Regions from separate parts of the Rattus norvegicus genome. Here regions 1 and 3 are each linked to region 2. Evidence: chromatin contacts called from public Hi-C data. All regions are on one chromosome and are shown on one strand. Each heading gives the region's core, a stretch centred on a gene start, on an enhancer-like site or on the middle of the called end of the contact. The rest is flanking DNA. Distances are from core to core; before and after follow the strand shown. Region 1 has its middle 120 kb from the start of Lrig3. Region 2 overlaps Lrig3 (leucine-rich repeats and immunoglobulin-like domains 3). Region 3 has its middle 160 kb from the start of Lrig3.

What was found. Hi-C and Micro-C count contacts between places; a contact is called where the count stands out from the background.
Region 1: a Hi-C map of liver shows a contact between it and region 2, with 2.3 times the contacts expected there. The contact joins two enhancer-like sites. A contact is called at or near these places in 3 of 12 Hi-C or Micro-C datasets (kidney and liver).
Region 3: a contact with region 2 is called in a Hi-C map of liver, with 4 times the contacts expected there. The contact joins two enhancer-like sites. A contact is called at or near these places in 8 of 12 Hi-C or Micro-C datasets (the A7r5 cell line, the Rat2 cell line, Schwann cells and 4 more).

Annotation. Positions count from the first base shown.
Region 1 is chr7:63,581,993-63,584,692 of GRCr8, reverse strand. No RefSeq gene overlaps it. Among named protein-coding and RNA genes, the nearest start is that of Lrig3, 120 kb to the left of the region's middle. Within about 2 kb of position 1,417, at least 5 of the 93 cell types and tissues checked have an H3K27ac peak or open chromatin away from gene starts, as enhancers often do. A contact at or near this core is called in liver, where this site is marked.
Region 2 is chr7:63,730,176-63,732,875 of GRCr8, reverse strand. It overlaps Lrig3 (leucine-rich repeats and immunoglobulin-like domains 3), which reads right to left. Exons shown (of 19, transcript XM_216905.11): 4 at 1,166-1,297; 5 at 139-282. Among named protein-coding and RNA genes, the nearest start is that of Lrig3, 30 kb to the right of the region's middle. Within about 2 kb of position 1,310, at least 13 of the 93 cell types and tissues checked have an H3K27ac peak or open chromatin away from gene starts, as enhancers often do. A contact at or near this core is called in liver, where this site is marked.
Region 3 is chr7:63,536,948-63,539,647 of GRCr8, reverse strand. No RefSeq gene overlaps it. Among named protein-coding and RNA genes, the nearest start is that of Lrig3, 160 kb to the left of the region's middle. Within about 2 kb of position 1,362, at least 6 of the 93 cell types and tissues checked have an H3K27ac peak or open chromatin away from gene starts, as enhancers often do. A contact at or near this core is called in liver, where this site is marked.

The DNA of each region.
Region 1 (2,700 bases), core at 168-2,667, 150 kb after region 2:
GGAGGAACTGAATCCACCACAGCAGGACATGCAGGGAAAAAAAACAAAGTCTGAGGCAAGTCCTCACCTGCCTCAGGAAGCAGTGTCTTTGTCCACGTGCTCAGGATCCAGGCTCTTCTCCTCCATGTTCCGGACCCAGGCTATCCAGGCTCTTCTCCTCCCTGTGAATTCTTCCCAAGCGTTTATCGCTGATGTGAGAATTCTGCTTTCCCACTCTTGGCCATGAAACAACCCGGTTTTGGTTGGGCAGATCAGGCTATCTTTGAGGTTTTTCATGAACAGGAAATTTTACCTGTGGCAGTGGAAGATTCTTTTCCACACAGTACTCGTGGTTGGCTGGATGTATGTAACACTGTATAAACCAAAAGCGGGTAAGAAAACATGCCCACGACCCAGCACAACACTCTCTTTTTTTATGAGAGGATATTTCTCCTTTGACTATAACTTTAATTAAACTCTATTAACTTTAATTTAATTTAAGCTGTTTAAATAGTTCAGATGCTATTAAATGCAAAGAACACATTTTTTTAAAAGGTATTTAGTTTCTGGGCATTTTCCCTCGATCTCACACAGTTTTAATTATGCTCCACTTATTGTTAAGTATATCATAAAATAAAATATAATGTAAAGATCACATTAGTCGCCATAAGTAAACTTGAGGCCAAGCCATGAACTAGCCTAAATCAGAGGTACAATAAAGAAGCCAAGGGCATTGGACATCTTCAGACTTGGACCTCTGCGGATGCTGAGCAAATATCATTGTATTCTTCTATACACCCATAAAAATCAAGAGTGGGCATTTCTATGTACCACGAGCCATTATATAATATTCCCATCCGATTATGTTATTTTTTTTGTCTTTTTTCCCTCTGCTGTATTTTAATGTCTTTTCTCCAAAGCGGAGCCTCTCTGTATCTAGAGTAATTCTCCTAAGCTTGCCAAGTCATATATTTTCCTTTCATAATTACTTGGGTAATTGCAGCACCCTGGCACATATTAGTAACTAGGGAAACAGAGCTATTTAATTATATCCTAATGAACATTTGCAATTATATAATTTTTAAAATCCATAGAAAATTAAGAAAAGGCTCTCCATTAAGCAGAGCACTGCCTGAATTTCATTTTCAAGAATCTTCAACTAAGTCGACTCTCTCTAAAAATACAGTTTCCATGTCATAAATGCTATATACTTTAACCTTTGGAACACAGAGCCTGCATTTCTTTGGAAGCAATTCTGGACGTATTCAAGTTCATTTTTCCCCTGCTATGGCTCACTAACAGATGTTTTATTAAACTTTTTTTCTAATTTGCAGTACAAACTCGTTAATGAGAATTTGCTCAAATATCTCCTGGGACGTTGTATTTACCTTCTGTTCTGATGCCGAACAGTGCTAATGATTAACAGGTACCACTGAACCTGCTAATGTGTGCAAGGCACTCTTGAAAATTTGACAAAGAATATAACGTTTGAGTTAAACTTTACTTTTGTACATAGGGTGCCAACCTAAAGTAATGGACATAGCAATTCTACATGAAGAAAATGGCGTCGCTGGACTCTAATATAAGAACTGTCCACCAAGTAGAGGGTTCCACGCACTCAATAGCTAGGTAACTGATCCAGTTATGTACTCAGGTGGTGGCGGGGTAGGCTGTGGGGGGAGGGAACAGTCCAGGCCACATTCCATAGCTGGCACTTTGACCTTTGACACTTTCAGCTCCACAAGCTGGATCTCTTTGACTTTGTACCTGAACTTTCCCTTCTGCCCAGCCACTTTTGATTGACAAGAAAAAAAGTGGTTGGTCAGTTCCCAGAGGCTTTCGTGTTGGCCCAAACTATCAACTCTTTGTCTTACAGTTCATGGGGAAGTAGTCCTCACCTCAGCTTTTCAAGACAGAGTAGTCCGGCTCAGGCGCCAGTCATCCAAGGCTCAGTGCAGGGATGGTTAGAGACAGGTACATAGGTCATGGGGATTAGTTAGTGACAGACATTTGAAAGGGTCCATTAAGAATTAGAATGTCCCAAAAGTACAACAATGTCAAGCAACCAGAGCTTCCAGGGACTAAGCCACTACCTAAATACTATACATGGACTGACCCTGGACTCTGACCCCATAGGTAGCAATGAATATCCTAGTAAGAGCACCAGTGGAAGGGGAAGCCCTGGGTCCTGCTAAGACTGAACCCCCAGTGAACTAGACTATGGGGGGAGGGCGGCAATGGGGGGAGGGTTGGGAGGGGGACTCCCATAAGGAAGGGGAGGGGGGAGGGGGATGTTTGCCCGGAAACCGGGAAAGGGAATAACACTTGAAATGTATATAAGAAATACTCAAGTTAAAAAAAAAAGAATTAGAATGTCCTTCTGATGACTGCAGGAACTACCTACCGATCTCCTCAAAGGTGGGGGTTACCTTGAGCATTCAGAAGTTCACAGCAAACCACCTGATGGCAGATAAAAGTTAGTCTTTACCGGTAAGGTAATAATCATGAAAATTGTTGTGCTCGTGTAGCTAACCAGCAAGAGCACCTGAGAAAGGTAAAATATAAATATCTCAACAAAACCTTTTTGATATTGTGTTTTTGGGGGAAACAATATATTCAAATAATATAATGTTGCAAAACCAAATAAAGGTGATTTGAATATATCATAAAAAGAAAACTACCATATTCAAGATGATTCCATGATTTCTTTTCTACTTTATA
Region 2 (2,700 bases), core at 61-2,560:
TTCCACCCCTTGCGCCATGAAAGGGAGGGCAGTCACTTGCTTGCCTCTAAACTTCTCCTGTCCCACTGTGGGCATCAGACACAGACCCCAGAGGTTTAGAGGAAATAAGGTGATATCCAAGAGGCCACATTCACTTACAGGTGCTGCAGCTGAGGCAATTTAAACATTTTGGGGGGGATGGCTGAGATGCGGTTCCTGTTCAGCTTCAGCACCAGGAGAGTGCTCCCCAAATTGTCAAAATACCCCGGTTCCATGGACGTAACTCGGTTGCTATTGATATACCTGTGGAGAGTTTGAAGGTTAGCAGAGGCTTACTCAGGCTTCTTGGGGACGTTAAATTCAATCTCCCCATTGCCGAGAGTCTCCAGAGAACCTGACCATAAGTGCACCCTTACAATTGTTACTACTGTTCCCCGCGAACAAATGAAGGTTTACACCTATGGGCTCGGATATGCCTCCGTGGCAGAGTGCTCACCTGGAATGTGTGAAGAAGCCCTGGGTTTCATATCCAGGACCAGAAAAATAGTAACTAAAAATAGAAGGATTCATCCATTGTAGTTTTAATATGAAATGTCCCGTGTAGGCTCATGAGTTCCAACACTTACTGTCCAGCAGGTGGCACTCTTTCGGAAGGTTGTAGAACCTTTGGGAGGTAGGGCCTAGCTGGAAGTAGACCACAGAGGGCAGGACTTGGAGTTCTATAATCTGGCCTGATTTCCTGACCACAACGTGACAGGGCTGCCTGCCACTTCTCCCAGCATGCCCTCCCTGCTAGGGTAAGACTTGAACTGTCAGTCAGAATCAGCCCTCCTCCCCTCTAATGGCATCTTGTTAGGAATTGGGTAAAGGCAGCAGGCAAAGTAACTAATACCCATATACTGACAGCAAAGACAGACAGACCTCTGAAGGAGACAGATATCTGTTACATATATATACTGCATTATATATACTTTGTGTGGAATTTGTTACCAATGCCCTATTTGGGGCATTTTTAAAGACTGTGATACAAAATTGTAAGAAAGAAGATTGAAGCTATTCAACCTATTCAAGTTGATAAGAAAGTTATATTCCAATCAACAGCAGTAAAATTGGGTTCCCTGAATCATAAGCACGCCCCCGCCCCAAGTTATAACAACGTTGTCACTGTGGGGGTAATTTTACTCACAGATACTTGAGTTGTAAGGGTGGAAATGCTGTTCTGAGTTCTGAAATGTTGTTGTTGCTCAGGTCCAAAGTCTCCAGGGACTGAAATGCTTCCAGCTGCTCAGGGAGGATTTTGTCGATGGCGTTCCCTGCCCTGTAATTAAAACACAATCCCAGCAACCGGTCACCAGTACGATCCAAAGGGAGAAGAAAAGCACCGATGCCTGACCTGTTCTTCAGAAGTGTGAAAAACTAACCGTACTTCTCAAACAGCAACATGGCCCTGCATGCTCTGAGGTCATACTAGAGCATATGAAGAACGTTCTTACACCAATCTGACAGGACAGTAAGCATATATAGTTGTTGTGCTTTTAAACACAACTAATGGATCTTTTTTCTTTCAGATTATTTTTCTATGTCTTCCTGTTTTATTAGATAATAAAGGAAACATCTAGAACAGAGTGGGCACACCAGGCTACCCTCCCTCATTCCACATTCCATATGCATGTATGTATGCATGTATGTATGTATGTATGTATGTATGCATATATTAGTCTTGTTCCCATATATATATGTATATATAATTATATATTACAGTCTCATTCCCCATTATACATAATATAATACAATGAGTATTTAAAGTATATATATGTACACCCATATATTTAAAGTTAGTACTATTAGTGGGATAGAGCTCACACGTGGAGATCAGAAGGGAACTTTGGGAAGTCAAGTTTGTCACTTCCACGTCTGTGTTTCCATGGGTTCTGGGGACCCTGGTCAGCTGGCTAGGCTTGTAGGCAGGCACATCTACCTATCTACCTTCAGAACCATCCAGCCAACTCTATTTCTTTTTGATACCTAGTCGGATTCTTTTTTAGACTGTACTCTCACACCACAGTGCCAATCAGCTCCCAATCCTTACCACTCTGTGGCTGCTTTGGTTCCTGGCTAGAAAGAGTCCCTGTTTTTACAACAAGTTACTAAGCTGCCAGAGGCTTCCATACCAGAGAAAGAGCTACTGGGTCTTCTATGTTACAAAGAAGAGCGACCAGCCTGAACAGTCCTTAACGACAGATAGATTAAGGCACACTTGATATTACCAGTCTGGACAACAGATGCGGAACAAAGTAGACCACAAGGATAGTAGTCACTGGCCACTGGCTACATACAGTTCTTTAAATGTACACACACACACACACACACACACACACACACACACACACACACACACACACAGTACATGTCACAGAGTACGAAGGCACACACTTCTAAAGCCACCACCATTCAGGATGCAGTGACAGATATTCTGGGTCATCCCAGCTATATAAGAAGACTATGTCTCTACAATCAACAACAATAAGTGTATCCCTTTATTATAATATCCATATTTCAAGAATATACCTGACAGCATCAAATGAGACAGAACCATCCCACCATTTTTCTGCTGCATTTCAAATGGGGAAATGCCCAGCCATATTCTTACAGACGGGCATACGTACTAGGGCTGCTTAGTACTATTACTATGTAGTACTGTACTAATCAGTACTAAGTGAC
Region 3 (2,700 bases), core at 113-2,612, 190 kb after region 2:
TCTTGCTCATACAGATGTAGAGCAATGATCTGCCTTCTAGCTATCACGTTCCCTGGTGGAACATTTCATCGTGTTTCCACAAGGTACGTGTTATGATGAAGCAGAGAGATTTTTTTAAATACATTTAATTGTTCAACTACCAACCCAGGATAAAGATAGGTAGCTCTGGGTTCAAGGCGTTGGTTTCAAGGGATTCGGAGGGTCCTGATAACTGATTGATCACTTTGTAAACGCTCTGAAATATGCAAGGTCAGTGTTTCATTGATTCAGAGGTGATTCCTACTCCTCTTTGGAAAGCCAGCTGTCACTTGAGGCATGATACACATTACAGAATAGCTGGCTGGGCACAAGGACAGGCTTGTTACTGAAAAATCAACAAGGGAAGTGAAGGAGGAGATCACTGTGGGATCCACAGCACAGACATAGAATTCCTAACTTGGACTTCTATGCAATGATGTTGGGTGAAAAATTCCAAGAGACTCCAGGCAGGGGAAGTCTGGACTGCTCTGCGGAATATCCCTATATTCTCTGTGTGTTAGGTAAACCTATACTTATCCATACCCACACTAAGGTTTTATAATCCCAGAGATGGGTAGACATTCAGAACCAATGTGTGACAAACACAAGGATATTACAAACTTTCAACTTAACACATAGACATGCACACGCAAACACACCCATGCTTCTTTATCCAAATTTATTCATATAGTTCAAACCACACAGAATGATCCCTCTAAAATCACCCATCCATTGAGTACTGCGTAAAGAACACAAGCTCCCTTCAAATCTCTGTGTCAGATGTCTGCTAGATGCTCCATTCATTATCTCATAATTCCATCAGTAGTGCCATGACGTAACAAATACCAACACCTCCAGCTTACATATGCTGAAATTGAGATTTAAAGCATTTAAAGCTATTAGAGCATTTATCCAAAGCCTCACAGCTAGTAAGCAATGAGCGTCATTGGACTCTAACTGCACTTTTTAAATCGCTCTGTTATGCCGTTCCTCCCAGATTTAATTAGTTGTAATGAAAAAAAAAAAGCAGCCCCCACCCCCCCCAAAAAAAAATCAGAGATATTGTCTACTCAACAAGGGACGGAATAAAGAGTTGAGCTGAGATAGTGGCTGTCAGGGCACAGGAGCCTGCGTTTGTGTAAGGTACATGGAAAATGCTCAAACGTGAAGGGAGCTGGTACCGAGGGAATACTGCTAAGACATGCATTCCTTCCCTCAAAGTGGTAAATTCCCTCCATTTACTGCTGTTCGCCTCATTTCGTGTAAATGCTGTGTACAGCACGAACTCACAGTTTCACAGCTCAAACCTGTTTGGCTGCTAACATCCTCCTCGGGGACCAGCCAGAAAGCAAGAGCCGGTGCCAGCAGCAGCAGGGCTGTGCGTGCCATAGCCAGTCAGGTGGTGCTGCTGAAATGCTGCAGTACATTTAGTATTTCCTGTTGAGCTTTTTTGAAAACTTCTCAGCTTATTTGTATGTGACTGGCTTATGTCTCCGTAACGTCTTGAACCATGCTTTTGGGGGTTGTTTCATAAACATTGCTCTGGTTCTGCAGGGAATCCACTGCATAGCTATGCTTAAATGGAAACTGACATTTGGCATTTTTTTTGGGTGTGTGTGCAAAATATATTGTCTATTATTAGCTTATAAAAAGATGAATTTTCCAAGCCATGTAAAAGATGAAGAGCAGTTTTGGTGCAAACTTCATCCATTTCTTGAGGTGACAGAGACAGGCCAGTAATATTCACTGATGAAATAAAGTTTTAATAGCCTTCCACGTGTGTGTGTGTGTGTGTGTGTGTGTGTGTGTGTGTGTGTGTGTGTGTGTGTTCTCTGTAAGAGTGAGCAGAAACTCCATTTAGCACAGTGCACTTGATATTAACTGTTCACATCTGTCTGTAGCTTTGAAACATACAGGTTTGAACTGGGTGTATTTATGGTTTGGGTCTGAGAAAGGAAACAAAAGAAAAAGTTTGAAGAATGTTTCAGTTTCGATGTGAGGATATGTATACATATATGTGTTGCTCCTTTTATCTCTCTATATATTCAGGATTGAGACAGCATTACTTGACTCCAAGGAAAGGTTCCTAATAGACACACCTCAGAGTAAGTGTCTTCAGAGTTATACAAGTGTTGGGGGAAGCTTGCAGGTGACTGTACCTGTAGTTTCTTTTATGTCAATTAAAGAGTTGAAGCTTTCACATTTTGCTCAATTATTTCTCTTTTTCTTAAAGATTTAAGTATTTTTAGGTATATGACTGCCCTATCTGCATGTAATGCCTATGGGCCAGAAGAGGGCATAGATCTCATTACAGATGGCCGTGAGCCACCAGGTGGTTGCTGGGAATTGAACCCAGGACCTCTGGAAGAGCAGTCAGTGCTCTTAACCACTGAGCCATCTCTCCAGCCCCACTCAGTTATTTAAAAGTTCAGATTTATATGTCTGTTTCTCAACTTCTATGATATATGAAATTAGGAGGGGGGAATCTTGATCTTTTTACTTAGCAGTTATATCTACACCCTGAGTCAGTAGACGTCGTGTTTTTTAAGCATTGACGCTCCTTCAGAGGTTTCTACAGGTCAGATGGGCAATGCATTTCTCTCTGCTCAGCACTCAGTACATTTGATGTTTGCTTTGTTCCCTCCCATCTCCCTTTACCAGACTATAATGGCTGTAAGGGCG